Regions from separate parts of the Mus musculus genome. Here all the other regions are linked to region 2. A link is a contact called in public Hi-C and HiChIP or PLAC-seq data. All regions are on one chromosome and are shown on one strand. The core of a region is the stretch at or near the end of the contact, and the rest is flanking DNA. Distances in the headings are between cores, read along the strand shown.

Evidence for each region. A called contact is a pair of places that touch in the nucleus more often than the background predicts. HiChIP or PLAC-seq counts read pairs in DNA pulled down with a chosen protein or histone mark.
Region 1: a FOXA1 HiChIP or PLAC-seq map of pancreatic cancer cells shows a contact between it and region 2. The contact joins two enhancer-like sites. A contact is called at or near these places in 12 of 39 promoter capture datasets (the C10 cell line, the HPC-7 cell line, HPC-7-derived erythroid cells and 9 more), 4 of 15 datasets of contacts at CTCF or cohesin (the NIH/3T3 cell line, large pre-B cells, pro-B cells and 1 more), 34 of 484 Hi-C or Micro-C datasets (the AML12 cell line, B cells, CD4 T cells and 21 more), 6 of 115 datasets of contacts at active chromatin or transcription factors (astrocytes, embryonic stem cells, epiblast stem cells and 2 more) and 3 of 9 other capture datasets (adipose tissue, liver and pancreatic islet).
Region 3: a contact with region 2 is called in a FOXA1 HiChIP or PLAC-seq map of pancreatic cancer cells. The contact joins two enhancer-like sites. A contact is called at or near these places in 2 of 484 Hi-C or Micro-C datasets (adipose-derived mesenchymal stem cells and myocytes), 2 of 115 datasets of contacts at active chromatin or transcription factors (embryonic stem cells and pancreatic cancer cells) and 1 of 9 other capture datasets (pancreatic islet).
Region 4: a contact with region 2 is called in a FOXA1 HiChIP or PLAC-seq map of pancreatic cancer cells. The contact joins two enhancer-like sites. A contact is called at or near these places in 2 of 484 Hi-C or Micro-C datasets (adipose-derived mesenchymal stem cells and myocytes), 1 of 115 datasets of contacts at active chromatin or transcription factors (pancreatic cancer cells) and 1 of 9 other capture datasets (liver).
Region 5: an HNF4G HiChIP or PLAC-seq map of pancreatic cancer cells shows a contact between it and region 2. The contact joins two enhancer-like sites. A contact is called at or near these places in 1 of 115 datasets of contacts at active chromatin or transcription factors (pancreatic cancer cells) and 2 of 9 other capture datasets (adipose tissue and liver).
Region 6: a contact with region 2 is called in a Hi-C map of muscle stem cells, with 3 times the contacts expected there. The contact joins two enhancer-like sites. A contact is called at or near these places in 15 of 39 promoter capture datasets (the 3T3-L1 cell line, 3T3-L1-derived adipocytes, the C10 cell line and 12 more), 5 of 15 datasets of contacts at CTCF or cohesin (the NIH/3T3 cell line, embryonic stem cells, large pre-B cells and 1 more), 17 of 484 Hi-C or Micro-C datasets (the G1E-ER4 cell line, Sertoli cells, Th2 cells and 11 more), 4 of 115 datasets of contacts at active chromatin or transcription factors (embryonic fibroblasts, embryonic stem cells and pancreatic cancer cells) and 3 of 9 other capture datasets (adipose tissue, liver and pancreatic islet).

Annotation. Positions count from the first base shown.
Region 1 is chr5:64,279,006-64,281,705 of GRCm38.p6, reverse strand. Tbc1d1 (TBC1 domain family, member 1) reads right to left here. Exons shown (of 22, transcript NM_001310611.1): 10 at 2,289-2,375. Among named protein-coding and RNA genes, the nearest start is that of Gm38634, 23 kb to the right of the region's middle. Within about 2 kb of position 1,340, at least 48 of the 459 cell types and tissues checked have an H3K27ac peak or open chromatin away from gene starts, as enhancers often do. A contact at or near this core is called in the HL-1 cell line and pancreatic cancer cells, where this site is marked.
Region 2 is chr5:64,111,194-64,113,893 of GRCm38.p6, reverse strand. It overlaps Pgm2 (phosphoglucomutase 2), which reads right to left. Exons shown (of 14, transcript NM_025700.3): 12 at 1,697-1,886. Among named protein-coding and RNA genes, the nearest start is that of Pgm2, 20 kb to the right of the region's middle. Within about 2 kb of position 1,298, at least 75 of the 459 cell types and tissues checked have an H3K27ac peak or open chromatin away from gene starts, as enhancers often do. A contact at or near this core is called in the HL-1 cell line, adipose tissue, muscle stem cells and 2 more, where this site is marked.
Region 3 is chr5:64,366,291-64,368,990 of GRCm38.p6, reverse strand. No RefSeq gene overlaps it. Among named protein-coding and RNA genes, the nearest start is that of Gm43837, 10 kb to the left of the region's middle. Within about 2 kb of position 1,355, at least 85 of the 459 cell types and tissues checked have an H3K27ac peak or open chromatin away from gene starts, as enhancers often do. A contact at or near this core is called in myocytes and pancreatic cancer cells, where this site is marked.
Region 4 is chr5:64,343,270-64,345,969 of GRCm38.p6, reverse strand. Tbc1d1 (TBC1 domain family, member 1) reads right to left here. Exons shown (of 22, transcript NM_001310611.1): 21 at 545-718. Among named protein-coding and RNA genes, the nearest start is that of Gm43837, 33 kb to the left of the region's middle. Within about 2 kb of position 1,434, at least 168 of the 459 cell types and tissues checked have an H3K27ac peak or open chromatin away from gene starts, as enhancers often do. A contact at or near this core is called in pancreatic cancer cells, where this site is marked.
Region 5 is chr5:64,324,707-64,327,406 of GRCm38.p6, reverse strand. All of the region lies in intron 17 of Tbc1d1 (TBC1 domain family, member 1), which reads right to left. Among named protein-coding and RNA genes, the nearest start is that of Gm43837, 52 kb to the left of the region's middle. Within about 2 kb of position 1,261, at least 129 of the 459 cell types and tissues checked have an H3K27ac peak or open chromatin away from gene starts, as enhancers often do. A contact at or near this core is called in adipose tissue and pancreatic cancer cells, where this site is marked.
Region 6 is chr5:63,905,233-63,907,932 of GRCm38.p6, reverse strand. It overlaps a transcript of Rell1 not described here. Among named protein-coding and RNA genes, the nearest start is that of Rell1, 62 kb to the left of the region's middle. Within about 2 kb of position 1,267, at least 19 of the 459 cell types and tissues checked have an H3K27ac peak or open chromatin away from gene starts, as enhancers often do. A contact at or near this core is called in muscle stem cells, where this site is marked.

The sequences.
Region 1 (2,700 bases), core at 91-2,590, 170 kb before region 2:
TAAGCACACAGATACATTACATTCATAGGACTGTCTCACTAGAATGTCATCTAGAGGTTACCAAAGATATAAGGGTATTAAAGCTGTTATATAATAACACCTGCTTCTCAGAGACAAGTTCTTGCTTCCTGCAAAGATGGGGAAAGTTCCAAAAATAATAATGAAGTTCACAAGCTGCAGCACTGACTGCTCAAATACCATGACCAGATTGCTAACTCCAGAGAACAGGCTTTTCACAGGCTTATAGGAAGTATGGTCCTGTATGGAGAGTTCCCACCACTTAACCAACTTCTTTATCTTTGCCTAGTATGTTCATGGATGTTTACCTACAGTTCAAGGCTCTTTCTGACTCTGATCTAATGTTGAGATTTAACTTGGCACTCTTGATGCTAAAACTATACTGTATGTTCTGCCTGGAGTAAAGACATGTTTATCACATGTGACTTGCCATAATTCAGGGGAAGTCATTTAACTTCTTGCTGCATTCCACTGTCTGCCTCTGTAAGAGTACAGTGAAAATTCACTGCACCATTTCCTGAATTAAGCAAGATGAGACCACTTTAAAGTGGCTTGTATTCCGACTGATGCTACAGAAATAAGCTAAAGTTTCACTGAGTACTCCCTCCTTACTGTATGCTCAAACATTCAACAAGAGTCCTAACAAATCAACCTTGGTGGTCATGCCTATAATTTCTGCCCTTGAAGGCAGAGGTCAGAGGATCAGGAGTTCTGGGCCATCAAGGTCACCTTGAGCTAGGTACAAAACCAGAAAAGGGGATGGAGGGGACACATAAAAACAAAGGATGGGAGTCTTAAGAACTTCATAATCAACACTAAGGTATCTGAAATTCCGACTCCCTGGCTACTTCCTTGGCACAATGCCCAGGCTTTCCACAGGATTTAATTCGTAGCATCAGTACCTTCCCTTCTCCAAGCTTTCTACTACCAAACCACACCTCTTCCCCTCACTCCTCTGAGGTCCAAGCCACCAGTATCTGTTGTCTGCAGCTCTCGTCTCGTCACACTCCCCCTCATGTGGGGTTTACTTGTTCAACTGTACCTTCTCACCTATGGACCCAGCCATCTTTTTACAATAGGTGACCAGCAGCACTTGACATTTGCACACTTGAACGTGGAAGTACAATCAGTGTGTGTCCTGTGAAGGCTGGATGATGATGTGGCCTGCTGTGCCTTAACTTAGAACGCTACATGGAGAAGACTGACTTCCAGGTCTTCCGGCACAACGCCAGCTACAAAAGCAGCAGGAGCAGCGACACGGTCTTGCTGCCGAGCGGTGTCAGCATTGAGATCCCAGCCAGAACAAGTGAAGCACAGAGGCAGCTTAAAGTCTGAGTCATGCTCATCTAAAGGAATGAGTCTCAAACCACACACTACACACCCCAGTAGGTAGTAATATCAATTTAGTGGCTTGCCAGGAGCATCTTAAAAATAAATGAGCAGAAATAACAGTGTATGCAGCCCATTATCCAGAGAGTGCTTTCATTTTAACTCATTTTCATTTTGTGTGGGAGGGCTATGTGTATTTGCAAACTATGTCAAATGTTAAATGTCTTTCTTATTGTTGGCGAGGATCTGAAGCCTTTGAAAACTTCAAGTCTAGGACAGAGCTTTGGTGAGGGGCTGGGGCTCATAAGCTTCCTTGTTCTTACATCAGAGCATGCTGACAATATGGAGGAAGGCTGCCTCCTGACTGGCAGTCATAGGGTTAAATAAACCAGGTCCCGTCACGTGTAAATGACCCTGGAACAAGATAGAAAGCAAGGGGACAAGTAGGTGTGTCACCACAGAAGGCGGTCGGGCAATGCATCATACCTGTGTCCTGCGGCAGACCACGGGGCAAGGCTTGGCTGCTTATTCAAACAAAACAATCATGTTTTCTCACGGTCATGGGATCAGCTACAGGCCACAGTCTCAGGAATTTCTGCTGCACAATTCCCTGAATTCACAACCCCCTCCCCACCTTTGAAGCTGTCTCAATCTTTTATTATTACAAACTCTACTTTGGATAAGAAGCCCATGGTTGTTACAGATCAGGTCTCATCTGTCTAAAAATATGATCTTGATTCTCTGTTTATAGCAATAGTTATTGGCCTTTTTATTTAAAACTTTTCACACAGCTTGCCCTCTACTTGTAGAGAAGTCTGGAAGCACTAAGTGTTTTATGACTAGAGGGGCATGGGCTTTTTTGTCCTGATAGCTGTGTAGAGTCAAGATGGGCAGGCCTGTTGGCTGCATCTTCAGGGGACCACTGAAAGAAACATGCTTACTTTGCTGGTGTTACTTAGAGTACTAGAAGTGGAGCTGTCCAGATCCACACTGGCGGAATGGTCCTGCAGGCCTCTGGCTTTATTACCCTACGAAGAGAAAAGGCAGTTGAGCCACAGCCCCAAAGTCATCAGCATCTGGAAGCAGCCTGGCCTTGTTAAATAAGCCCGGAAAATAAACTCACTGACAAGCACAGCTCAGCACAACCCTGCACTAACCATCACATTTCTGTCATCATTTTAAGAATCATACCAACCTAGATGATCCACAGAGCCCCATGGATCAGTCATTTGCTGGGGACAACAGACAGCAAGGTGGCCTAATACATCTATCATGATCCCCAAAGCACACTCAATAGCTCCTTCCTGAGTCATGGGCGATCATAACTGGCCACCTGGATGTCACTCAATCAAC
Region 2 (2,700 bases), core at 49-2,548:
TACGCATCACACATCCATCACTACAAAGATGAGTAGATCCTGAAGATAGAGTCTGGTTACCGGACAGTAATGGAACAGTGCTTTCAAACTCTGAGGCTGGGGAATGTGAGAAAGGCAAGACATGTTCAGCCCTGAGGCCTCCCCAGCTTTACTTTCACCGTCCCAGAAAACACTTAGAAGATGTGATGTAGGAAAATGAAGACAGGAAGAAGCCATGAGTTCAGGAGTGAGGGTCTCAGCCTTGGCAAACGGCATTCTGAGGAGGACAGCTGTGCGCTCAATCCAGAGGATGATCCAGCTGCATGGAGGGGTGGAGGAAGACCAATGGACACAGACAGGGGCCACATAACAGCTGGGACCTGGGAGCAGTAAAAAAAATGTCACCGAGAACTATTAGGGAGGACTAGTGACATTTGGCATAAAAATCCAGACAACCAAGATACAATCATATACAAAACAAATAACCCTAACTGGTTATAGGAACGTAACTTTTCATGTACAGAAGGGCAGGACTCTGAAGAAGCTACTGAGAAACTCAGATCATGGTAATGGTTAACCATCATAATCAAGGCTCAGGGACGATTCCTGACGCCAGGCACAGGGCTTCTGTATGTAGGAAGTCTATGCATGGATTCTTTATCTCCATGAGACAGGAAAAAGTTCCATGGCAAGCAGCAGGAGAAACGATTGAGAGGAAAGGTGGTTGGTTGTCTCAGTGTGACAATAAAATGTCACACTTCACTATAATCTTTCTAATAGCATTTACCTCTTATAAATATATTCTGTTCATATGAAAAATTTGAAACAAAATACAAAAAGGTAAATATCAAGGAAGACATCTAAAATTCCGTCAGGATATTCCTGCTGTCCTCCTAACCTGGGCATGGCCGGCTCTACACTTCTGCTACCTCTGGCTCTAAGGGAGATCCTGATGCAAACATTTGCAGCTAGGCCACATGCAACCAGAGAACAAGGCCAAACACATCAGAAAGCCACTTATCAGTGGTTCCCCCAGAGTGGACCAGTCTCGAGTCATCTGGAATCTAATTAGACATGCGAATTCTTCATTCTTAGCCCCGAGCTACGCAATGAGAGACTCCAGGGTGGCTTTCAGCACTGTTTGCTTGTGACAGGATGTCATAATAACCCAAGCTGGTCTCAAACTCAGACTTATGATGCTCCTGTCTTGTTCTCCAAGTGTAGGGATTTAAAGATTTATAGGTATGTGTCATCATATCCGGCTAATTCTGGTTAGTCACCCGTCCTCTTGGTGTGGGTGACTCAGATACTCTCTGGAGTGACGTGTTCTGGTGAAGAGAAAAAGCTGGGTCCAGAGTCAAAAGGCTTCTCCTCCACCTGGACCCTGACCAGTCACTGCCCTTCTGAGTCACCATTTCTTTGCCTGTGGGAGGATGGCTTGGAATGTCATTAGTCATCAAATGACTAGTGAGATCACTTGCATTTCTAACTCATGGCTTCTAGTTTTTCCCACATATCCTATTTTATTTGTTTATTCTTTATCTGATGCTAGGGGCCTAACCCAAGGCCTTGTCATGTGCCAGGCAAGCAGCCTACCCCCAAGCTATACACATCCAGCCTGAATTTTCAATCAACCATGGAAATAAAGGAATCTATTCAAATGGTAGGCAATGGTGAACACAGAATAGATTAGTTGACAGAAGTAAATGTGACTTACAGCTTTCTTGTCAGGCTGGCTATCATCATAGCCAGTTGTAAGGTCCCTGATAGCAGAGATTTCAAACTTGCCACACATTTTGGGATAATTATTCTTCCCGTCATAGTTTCTCAGGTTTCCAAATAAGTTTTGAATTGTGCCCTGATCATGGCAGATAAAATATGAAGCTGTGGTAATATGATAGCCGTACCTATAAAAAGAAACCATGAATGTAAGCAAAATGAGCCACAAAAATTCTGCAGAATGTATGGCAAGATGTGTGCCAACTAGCTCACTCTAAAGTGAGTGAAACAGGGAACTCTAACCAACTTCAAAAAGATGAGTTAACATTAAAGAAGAAGCTGGGGCTGGCATGATGCTTCAGTGGGTAAGGGTGATTGCTGCCAAGCATAGCAACCTTAGTGGATCCCTGGAACACACATAATAAAAGGAGAGAAACAATTCCTCAGTTGTCCTCTGACTTCCATGTGTTTGGTGGCACGTGTGTACCCACTCATATATACACAATATATATATATATATATACATATATATATATATATATATATAGAGAGAGAGAGAGAGAGAGAGAGAGATAGGTAGAGAGATATAGATATACACACACACACATATGCACATACCACATACACACACACAAACAATAAATAAATGTTAAAAACAAGTAAAGGGGTTGAAGAGATGGCTCAGTGATTAATAGCATGAGCTACTTTTCCAGAGGACCCAGGTTTGAGTCTCAGCTCCCTCATTGTGGTTCACAAACATCTGCAGCTTCACACACATCATAGCAATTTCAGGAGACCCGATGACCTCTTCTGGCCTTTGCAGGCACCAGGCATACACACGGTGCATGGAGACATGCAGTCGAAACACCCATACACATAAAATAAAGGTGAATACATTTTAAAAGAAGACAAAAAAGAGGTCCAGGGCAGAAGAGATAGCTCAGCCGGTGAAGTGCTTGCCTTACAGGCATGAGAACCCAAGAAATCCCAAGAAACCAGATA
Region 3 (2,700 bases), core at 106-2,605, 260 kb before region 2:
ACCAAAGTGACCTTGAACTCACAGAGATCTGCTTACCTCTGCCTCCTGAGTTCTGGGATTAGAGGTTGGCACCATTACACTCACCTAGCTCATTTTGTTTTTAACATGTGCTCTAGGGGACCAAATTCCTGTCCTCACACTTATACAGCAAGCAGGTTGCCAACAGAGCCATCTCCCCAGACCTGACGCAGGTGCAGTTGGAAACCCTCTCTGAGGATGTATCCTGTGAGCACAGATGGAATAAAAGGAGTAGCTTGTAGTTTATACTACCATGAAGATGACCATGAATCACACTCCTGTGAATAAATCTTTGTGTATGCTTCTGATGGGTTCTTTGAATCTATTTCTGGTGCGGAGTTAATGAGTCAGAAGAGCAAATGTTTTAAGGGTCTCGCTTGAAACAATGTGCTGAAGCCTCTCCTGTTATTGAGCCTTCTCTTTAGAGCTAAAAAGAAGCAATTATCAAAGACCTAGATTTCAAGGCATTTTAAGTATGTACTTAACCTTTTGTCATGTTAAAGATTTCAGGGGCATTTATACCAGTCTCTCTGAGCCTGGCTGTGGCCACGATCCTATGCAGTCCTTTCATCCTCTAGTTCCACACCCCTCCATGCCATTCTTTATGCTAGAGCTGGGTTAGGTCATGGAATTTTAGTGTGAGAAACGACCCAGATGATAACAAGTCCACCCCATTTGCTAGTTGGGAAAACTGAGACCCAGAGATACTCCTGAACTGCTCAAAGCCTCATGGTAAGTTCTTCCTGGTCTATAAAGGCTCACTCTCCTGGTTTCTGCTTCTGCAACAGAGTCAGTGGTAAGTGAAACATCCATGTGGTGTCTCATGGTGTACAAACGGCAGGCAGAAGTTTAGAGCCAATGTCACAGATACAGCTTGCCAGATTCACCTGTCCTGCAGGTGGCGGTGAACATTAATGTCACTAGATAGTAGATGTGGTCATAGGACAGTGATGGGTAATGTGACATTCAAATGTTAGTGATGACCACTGGTGACAGAGCAAGAGACGTCCCCACATCAGATATGGGTCCCCGTGGGAAAGGTCACTGGTAAGGCCACCATGGCCTTGGGACCTGTGGGCCTGAACAGAAGACCTCAATGGAAAGAGGCTGGTTTTTAGCCCATAAGAATCCCTGCAGCTGGGGAAGGAGTCACATAAGGCCACCCTGAGGCACAGAGACTCTTCAGCCCAAGTCAGGGGATAGACAGAGAAAGCTGCCCGGCTGGAGGCCTCTGACAGGGTCAGCTTTCATGGGCTGCCAGGTCTCTCCAGGGAGGCCAGCTGCCCAGCCCAAAAGGCTTGGGCCACCCTGACACGTGAGAGAAGACTCTTGTTCTGTCACCGCTCTCCTCGCTGGGCTGCGTTCCAGGCATGCAGGGGAATGGCGCCCAGCAAGGGGAGGAGGTGAGCTGAGAGAGGGGAGGAGGAGGAGCAAGCTTCCCAGGGCAGACTTCCAGGAGGAGGGAGTCAATGCCAAGAGAGAAAAGAGAAGATTTAAGGTTAACTCCGGTTCGGTGTTTAACTATTACTTTAGACTTGAAAAGCTAAAATCTGAAAGAAGGCTTTTTTTTTCCAATTCAAAGGCTTTTTTTTTTTTAATTGCCTCAACCCAACCCAGAAGTTGTAAGCCTGACTTAGTCATTGAGGGGGACAGCAGAGTTCTCCCTGTTGTAGATAACACTTAAAATGACATCAGGAGACTGTTATGTTTCTCATTGCTCTGATAGACTCCCTAACAAAAGAAACCTAAGAAGAAAAGTTCATTGGTAGGGAAGCATGCGATCTGTTGTGGCAGGAAAGGCAAGGCAGGAGACCGTGGTCAAGAAGCAGAGAGATGGAAGCTGGTGCTCAGCCTCCCCCACCCCACCCCACCTCACCCCCACTTTGCCTTTTCAGTCCAGGACCCTAAGAGATGGTGCTTCCCACATTTAGGGCTATTTTCTTCTCAGTTAGCCCTTTGGGGAACACAGTCACAGAGTGGCTCCTATGTAATTCTGAATCCGGCCAAGGTGAGAATGAAGATTACCATAACAGAGACCCACAAAACTCAGGTTTCTGCCCCTATTGCTTTCATGGGGGTAAATTTGTAATAGTTAAGTGATGATAGATAGATAGATAGATAGATAGATAGATAGATAGATAGATAGACAGACTGATGGAAGACAGATAGACATGCCTCCTGCCAACTGCCCCTGCCTCATGTTTTTCTGATGCTGCGGTTACACATGAGGTTGACTTGAGCTGCTTTCTGGCTGTCTTTTTTACACACAGTAGAGTTTCAAAACTAACCCTTTTCTGCGAACTGGTCTCTCACTCTACTTTCGTGCACTAAGCTACGAGCCAAAGTAATGTTTAGACTCCTCTTCCAAGTTTCAGCTGAATGTTGCATTTCTTAAAAGTTTTTTTTTCTTTTTCCTAAAATCTTTTCTTCTTTTAGAGCCCCAGCAACTTGCATGACCAAGGTCAGTGTCACTCGGAAGGCAAGCTTAACTCACAACTGCATCCACCAACTTGTGTCTGTAAGCCATAGAGCTCCATGTTCTCTCAAGCCCTCCAGGGCCTTCCCCAGTCGTCCACTCCTCAGTCATCCATTCGGTCGCTGTTGGGCAGCCTGCCCTTCCTTTACAATTATTCTTCAGAGTTCTGGAGTGCACATCAGGAAGCTGACTGACAGTCACTGCTC
Region 4 (2,700 bases), core at 185-2,684, 230 kb before region 2:
TGCATGGACTATTTATAGTGCTGGTCTTGTGTCCTTACCTGCATTCACCCACTTAAGATGGGGGCGGGGTGTACAGGAGAACTATGCCGCTTAATAAACCTTCGCATCCGAATCAGACTTATAAATAAGCATCAACTGTTCTGATTTAGTTCGTTAGATAGATTTCTAAGTTACTTCCTTCCTTCAGTATCTCTCCAAGGACCTGGCCTGTTTCCCCCCCAGGCAACAAAAGCTTAAGACTCTCTCATCATTATTCAAAGCACAATTGTTGGCAGTCAGCATCTGGGGCCAAGCTGGTCTCCTGCAAAGCTTAGTGTAGAAAGAGCCTCTCAGAAAGCTCCTGGACTGTCTGACCGTGGCAAGGACACTGTCTGCTCTGCAATAAAAGGGCTGATTCTCCTGGGACACCTCTGATCGCAACTACAAAGAGCGCGGGGTGGGAAAGGTCCTGCGGTCCTGGGAAAGCCCGGGCTGCTGGTGCCTTTGGTGAGTTAATGAGCGACTACACAGAGGCTCGGGAAGCCGCTCGGCAAATATGCTCTACCTGCAACTGCTCCAGGAGGTCAAGGTTCTGTTTGCGCAAGCTGCTGTTGGTTTTCTCCAATTTCTCCATTCTTTGGTTGTCACTGAGAGGCGAGGACTCAATAAGCTCCTCCTGGAGCACGTGGTACTCGACCTCATAGGCCTGGAGCTGCTTGGCGATGTCCATCTCAAACACCTGTTGGGTAGAGAAGCCACCAGGCTGAGTCACTGAGACAGGCCTCCCACGGGCACAGGTACCTGTGCTCACGCGCACGCGTGGAAGCACACGGAGAGGAGAAAACTCAGCTCTGACAAGGTCAATGGTTTTACACGGTGAGGACAACAAACACCTAGAGGTAATTGCAAAGGAAAAGAATAAATATAGGTTCTAACACGCTTCTACAAGGCCAAAAAGATTTAAAAAACAAAAAAACTTTTCAAGGCCTAGAGAGACAGCTCAGCAGTTAAAAGCACTGGCTGCCCTTCTCGAAGATTCAGGTATAATTCTCAGCACCCACTGGTGGCTCCTAGCTGTAACTCCAGTTCCCAGGGGAGCTGACACCCTCTTCTGGCCTTCATAGGCACCAGGCACTCAGGGGCACAGACAAGACTTTCAAAACTGTAGTTCTTAGCGGCTTTCCCTGCAAATGCTATGAAATACGCTGACTATAGGTTAAATGTGACAAAGGACTCATGTTCTGTTTGCAAGGTCACCACATTTAGTTACAATTCAGCTGGGTTTTTAAGAATTGTAAGAATGACAAAGTAATGGGACTGTTTATAGAAAAAGTCCTCTTGACCCAGATCTGCAGAAATGAGCCAATCCCAACTGTCACTCACACATGGATGAGCAGAGCCGGCTCTCTTCCTTTAACAGCAACAGTGACAACAGAGCCACACTTGTGAAACAAGCCCAAAGTGCAGACGCCACCCAGGGGGCAGTGTCTGCACTTTCTCCTGAGGAGGAAGAGCGACAGGGCTGGAGTGGGCCCAGTGTGAGTCAGCAGACTGCTGCTCACTGCAATGCCCTCTCTCCAATAAGGTAAGCCTGCAGGCTGAAGTCACCCAGCAGAGGCCTATAACAGGTACTTTCCTGATACTGCTGTGACAAAATGGTCAATGAAAGTAACAAAGAACAAAGGGTTTATTTTGGCCCAGTTCATGAGGTGGAGAGCCTGGGCGTCTGGAGCCTGAGGTGGCAGGAGACAGAGGAGTCTGGAGCCTGAGGTGTCTGGAGCCTGATGTGGCAGGAGCCTGAGGTGGCAGGAGACAGGGGTGTCTGGAGCCTGAGGTGGCAGGAGGCTAAGGTGTCTGGAGCCTGAGGTGGCAGGAGACAGGGGTGTCTGGAGTCTGAGGTGACAGGAGACAGGAGTGTCTGGAGGCTGAGGTGTCTGGAGCCTGAGGTATCTGGAGCCTGAGGTGGCAGAAGCCTGAGATGGCTGGGTACAATACACGCACAGCCAGGAAGCCTAGAGCCAAGTGTAGCAGCTCAGTTCACTGTCTCCTTTCTCCTCCCGGGAGCTGTCTCTCCTGGGATGGCACTGTCCGAATTTAGGGTAAGTTTTCTCACTTTAATTAGCCTAATCTGGAAACTGTCTTAGACCAGTCCTAAGGTGATTCTATCTTGGCAAGCTGACAGTCGAAAGCAACCATCACAACTCTCAAGGTGGTCTGGCAGTCTAGAACACTCTTCTGAGAATGGAGTTGCGGCTTCTGAAGGACAGAAGCTGTACTCTACTGCATTTCCTAACTAATGCAGCCAACACCCTTCCTAGCTGTGGGACGCCAGCTTTCCCCTAGGGTCCCCTACAGGGTTCCCTTCCCTATGAGCACTGAAGCTGTCCTACAAAGCCCTGCCACATTCCTGCCATTCCCAGTTGTCTTAAAAAAAAAAATTCAGCTTCCTAGTTTTCAGGTTAACTCCATGATTAATACTAAGTAGATTCAAAAGTTAGTCTATGCAAATACTAAGTCCCGTGCTGTCACGTCTACCTGATTTCTTTTTGTTCCTGAGAGGCTCAGTGGGCACCATTAGCATTTCCCATCCCTGGTGACAGCTCAGGCTGGGAGTCAGCTTTGCCCCTGAGGATCTGAGGGACTCAGTCTCTCTGGGCCTCAGTTCCTGGCCTCCCACACAGGGCGTAACACCTACCTCCCCGCACTGAGCTGGGGGTGAAG
Region 5 (2,700 bases), core at 12-2,511, 210 kb before region 2:
AAGATGTAAGAAAGCAGGAAACAGAGCCAGCGGGACAAGCAGTGAGGCTAAGGAGCTCTGCACAGAGCTGCCAAAGTACTTCCTCCAGTCCTTGGGCCACACAGTCCACAACAGGCTGGGTAAAGATGAAGCCAGGCCACAGCTGAAATCACATTTTGTAAACTAGAGAATATGACCAAACGATAAAGTCTACTGTTTTTATTCTTTGAAGGAACAAGTCTTACAAAAAGCTGTTACAAAAAGTAAAAGGCCAGTCTCATAAACCAAGAGACAGAAAGCAAACCACTGAAAAGCCAAAGTCCTTCTCCCCTGTGGTGTTCTTCCTCCAGCCGCTTACTGTAGGAAAGCTACACTGAAAGGCATGGACTGTGCCATCACTCTACACCACACACCTCTACTGGGCCCAGACCGCCACAGTACAGACGGAATATACACAACAGACAAGATACACAGTGTGGACTAAACAAAAGATGGTGACACATGTCATGGCCAGAGCTGGAGGCCTACCATGCTAGGCCTTATTTGATGTCGACTCACAGAAGAACAGGAGTCCTGCAGAAGGCTGCCAGACTTCACCACTGGGTCTAGGTCAGCAACCAGGATGTCTGGTTCACATAGGGACAAAATGATGCTGGCAGGATCCCTGGATAAACCCTAGGACCCTGGTGGAGGTAAGTCGCGACACAGATTGCTGCAAATAGAGGCTCTTCAGGCCCCTGGGAGGATGCTGGAGGTCATCCAAAGTGGAGGCCAGGCCAGCACTGGGCCAGAGGTGAGAAAAAAGGAGGGCCAACAGAGTGGGGGCTGTGTGCAGCTGGCCTTGGAAGCAGAAGGGAGAGGGTGGGGCTGAACAGGGGCAGAGAGGATGTGAATCAGGCGCTGTTTTCTAGGGGAAAGGCCAGTGAGCTGGGGCTCAGACAAACAGTGCTTCCTAGGGAGAGGGCTGGCTGGGGAGGGAGGGGGCAGGGGCAGGGGAGTGTGGCCAATCTGGACTTCATTCTCTTTCTGCAGAAAAGGGATGACATTCAAGCAGTCAGAGGCAGAGGGCTGACCTGTCCAGGAAGAGTAAGGGGAATGCAGACAAGAAGCCAAAGGAAGAAAATGCAAAACAGGGAGCAAAATTTCTTGTGTTTCCTCTCCTCCTGTGCCATGGGGGAGTGGAGAAGGCAGGAGAGAGACCTGCCACTCCTTTCCACACCCCTACCCCCAGGTCAGTTTTCAGTTCACCTCACAGAACAGGAACACGATGCCACTGTTCTGTTACCACACTAACAAATTCAGCTGCTGATAATGTACAAATATCCTCCACAGGGTCACCAGGCCAGATGGGCTTTGGCTGGAGATCGATTGGCCATGCCAGTCAGCCTCCCCCTTCACCTGCCCAGTACTGGCATCTCTTAGCACCATGGAGCCTGTAGGGCTTGGAAGTCTTAGGCTGTCAGAATGATGGTGGATAGGTCCCTGCACCTCTGCGCTGATGGCCATGCCACTTGACTGCTCAGTGCCTCGCCATCAACATGGCAAAGATACATTGAGTACCTACTATGTGTCGGGCACTGTCCTTGGAGTTGAGAGTACACTCTAATACAGCCCAAGTGCAGCCCATGGAGGGCACCATCCTGCTGAGCAGAGGTAGGGGCTAGGAGGGGATGAACACAGTTCTCATGCAAATTAGTTATGAGATCATGAACAAGTTATGTAACCTCTCTGCACTTGTCTATGTGTACTGTTGTGAAAATGAAAAGAAATGGATTGAGTAAATTTCATACAACATTCAACTCAAGGTAAAGTTAAGTGTTAGCATTAAACAATAACAGCAATAATAATAATAATAATAATAATAATCACTGCAGTAGTTGAGTACCAGGGAGAAAGAGTGTGGGTTAGGAAGGGTGGGCTTGGCCTGTGGGCGGAGAAGCTACAGTCAGGACAGTTCTGAGGATGACATTCAAAGCCAGCCCTGCAGAGTAGTCTGAGGGACTTTTCCAAGCATGAAGATACTGTGTGTGGCTCTGACTCCGGCCTGACCCAGCTCACCGTCTCCACTGCGGCTGTAACACGGGGAAAGACCCACAGAATGGGCAGTGCAGTGCACTGAGCAGAGACAGGCGCATGTCCTGGGGAGGGGGGACGACATCCTCAGCATCCAGAACTGGCCTTCGGGAAGGCCACGGAGCTAGCTCCCCCCAGCAGAGACAGGCCTTGGGAGCAAGTAGGAAGGCAGGGCTCCATCGCTGCTCAGCCACCAACAGTCAGAGGGTCTCTTGTTCCACATAATTACATTCTAAGTCAGCGAGGTCTTTTCCATGGAAACTGCAAATCCAATACACTGCTTCCTTTCTGCGTTTTAAAAGCTATTCCAGAACCAAGGCACTGCCCACTTTCCAAGACGAAACTGCCAACACACAGTTTTCTACAATTATTCTGACAAGTTCTGTTTGTACACCACAGCCCAGAGACTGCTTCTAAAAGCAAACCAAGCTTGTGTGTTTCTCCTGTAGCCAATCCAAGCCGATGTGTCTCCCAGGTTGCTCCTTCAGTGTACTGTAAAGCATCCCTTGGAAAATATGAATTACTGAGCTGAACCAGAGTTCTGTGTCAATGAACAGACTTAATGACCACTCAAGGCCTCCTCACACCTACAACATGCCAAGCAGAACAAGCCAGCCGCCAGGCACGAAGGGAGCCCGCGTATGCTCT
Region 6 (2,700 bases), core at 18-2,517, 210 kb after region 2:
TTGGCACGGTGCTCTCTCTCCCCACTTCCCCCACGCTCCTCTGTCTCGCCTATTTCTAGCCCCTTACTACGTTCTGGCCCAGACGGTGCCCCAGGCTCTTCTTGTTTTCTTGTTCCTTGCCCCAGTGTTGTAGAAAATATTTAATCTCAATTTGAGGTTTCTACCCTGACTTTGACCATTTTTTTTTCCTAGATAAAAGACACAGGGAACCTTTATATTTACAAGCCTTAAACAGCACAGCTGGGCAAATATCTACCTTCTATGCTGTTAAAATATATTTCCTGTTGATAACCCTGAGTTATTACTGTTTCACATGGGCTGCTCTTAACTCCAGTTGGCCAGCCCTCAGGGCTGTGCTTTCTTGACTCCTAACCCAGGGCATCTTACTCCCCTCTCCACCTTTCTCTCTCCCCTTGTGATCATCTCCAACTCCAATGCTGCCGGGAACACTAAGCCCCCACCTATCTCAATTTTGCCCAGCTATAGGCTGTAGGCATCTTTATTCACTAATCAGAAATAACTTGAATCTATGTGGGGACTCTCTGGGACAACCAAGTCTTGCTCCCCTCACACTTAGCATTACAATTCATAGCAACAGACCAAACCTCAACATCCCATCCTTAGGACCAACTGCGAATCTAAGGAGCCCTAAGTCATTTTGCTAGAGAATGGTATTTTTTAAAATAAGGACACAAGCTGTGCTCATTGATACTGGGTGTCGCAGCCTCTGCCCTCTGTATAGTAATCCATATAGTATACACATCTTTGTGTTTCTGTGTGCTAAGAGTCCAAGTCCACACGGTACCTCTGACTCCGTACTTGTTCCATTCATTTTAACCTTATGTTATTTTCAACTTTGTAGGAAACACCACTCTTACTATATAAGAACGTTTTCAATGCAGGCATGCACATTTAGGGCCTGAGGTTCTCTCCACAGTCATTCCCGCCTTCATCTGTGTTCACAGGCACTGTCAGGGTTGGGAATGTGGCAAATCATGGCCAGTCTGGATCCCCTGGTCAGTGCTCTCTGTATCTGGGCTCCTGGAGGATCTATGGTTTTGGGGGTGGGGCACTGTTTATGGTTTTGCACACTTCTGCAATTCCTTCTCAAGTTTGTCTTGCTGGCCAGCCTTGCGCTATCCAAAACTTACAGTTGAAAAAGTGAAGGTTAGGGGACTTACAAATGGGGTCCCCGCAACTTGGAGCTTTGTAGCCAAGTGTTTGACGCTGAGCATCCACCTTACACAGAGATAGCACTTTGGCCCCCTCTTCTGGTTGGATGTAGGAACTGCAGTGGGGCATGATCCGGCCATTTGTGTGTACTGGTGTGCAGAGCCCCCGTGATGTGTTGGCAGAATGAATAAACCTTTAAAAATAAAGGATATCACTAGCTAGCTAATGGGAGTAAAGGAGCGAGTTTGGTTTTTTTTTCCTGATCATTTTTTTTCTGACCCTGTCAATCTATCTTGTTTTTCCCTTCAAACGCTTCCTCACTGTCTGAGGCCAGACAGTGCCTGTGAACACAGATGAAGGCAGGAATGACTGTGGAGAGAACCTCAGGCCCTAAATGCTGTCATAGAAATGGTGTGACTAAGCAATTGGGACTCAGAGAGATAGCTTGACCTTCGATGTAGAGCTGAGCCTTACCTCTGCCACTCACGCTGTATGCTGGGAACCAGGCTCTTGGCTTCTTTGAGGCTTAGCATTTTCCCGAGCCATCGTTTGCACAGTGGATTTGCTTGTTGGTTTACTTTTGCATGTGGATGTGGTGTGTGTGTGTGTGTGTGTGTGTGTGTGTGTGTGTGTGACATGCCTGTGTGTTGTACATTCTCATGTGTGTGGGCATGCATATGTTAATACTGAGTGTCTTAAATTTCTCTTTACTTCATTGGGTTCTCTAACTAAACCCAGGCACCACTGATTTAATTAGTCTAGCTACCCAGCTTGCTGTAGGGATCCCTTTGTGCTTTTTTAAGGAGTAGAAAATTCACACAAAATCGTGATGCGTGCCATAGCCTGCCCGTAAACTCCCAGAAGGCACTGCTGTTTTAGTGGGTATTGGTGCCACTGTTTTGTATGGCTATAAACAAAATACCTGGGGTCGAATGGTTTCAAAGGATAAAAGGCTTAACTGCTCCCAAGTTTGGGAGGTTGAAAAGTCTGAGCTTAGCAGCCACATTTAATAAAGCCCTTGATGTTCACTGGACAATGGCAGGTGCACCATCACTGTAGCAGGAGGGTTTGTGAGACGGGCCAAGGAAGACTCAGAGAAGAGGAAAAACCGCTCTCAGGGTAACCAATGCAACCCCACAAGACACAACTCACTCCTTAATTCTGTCTTGAGACCTGATGCTGTTACTTGAGAAATAAACAGTTTGTTCTTGAGAGTGGAGCCTCCACAGCCTAATGACCCTTTAAGATCCCACGGGCCCTCAACATGATTACCTTGTGAAGAAGGAACGCTAAAAGAAAGAGTCACCTTAATATGAGCTACTCACTTTAAGGGTGATGTGACCTAAAAGTCTAAGTGGGGTCAACTCCTGTGTGTGCACCGGTCAGTATGGGATGAAATAAAGGGGATAAAGTTTGTTCCAGATAAGTGCCTCTGTATTGTAATTTTAATGATGGGTGATAATTGATGATGTAAGTGGGAAAGGGTCACTTTATCACTTTAGAGATGGGTGTAATCAGAAGTGGTTT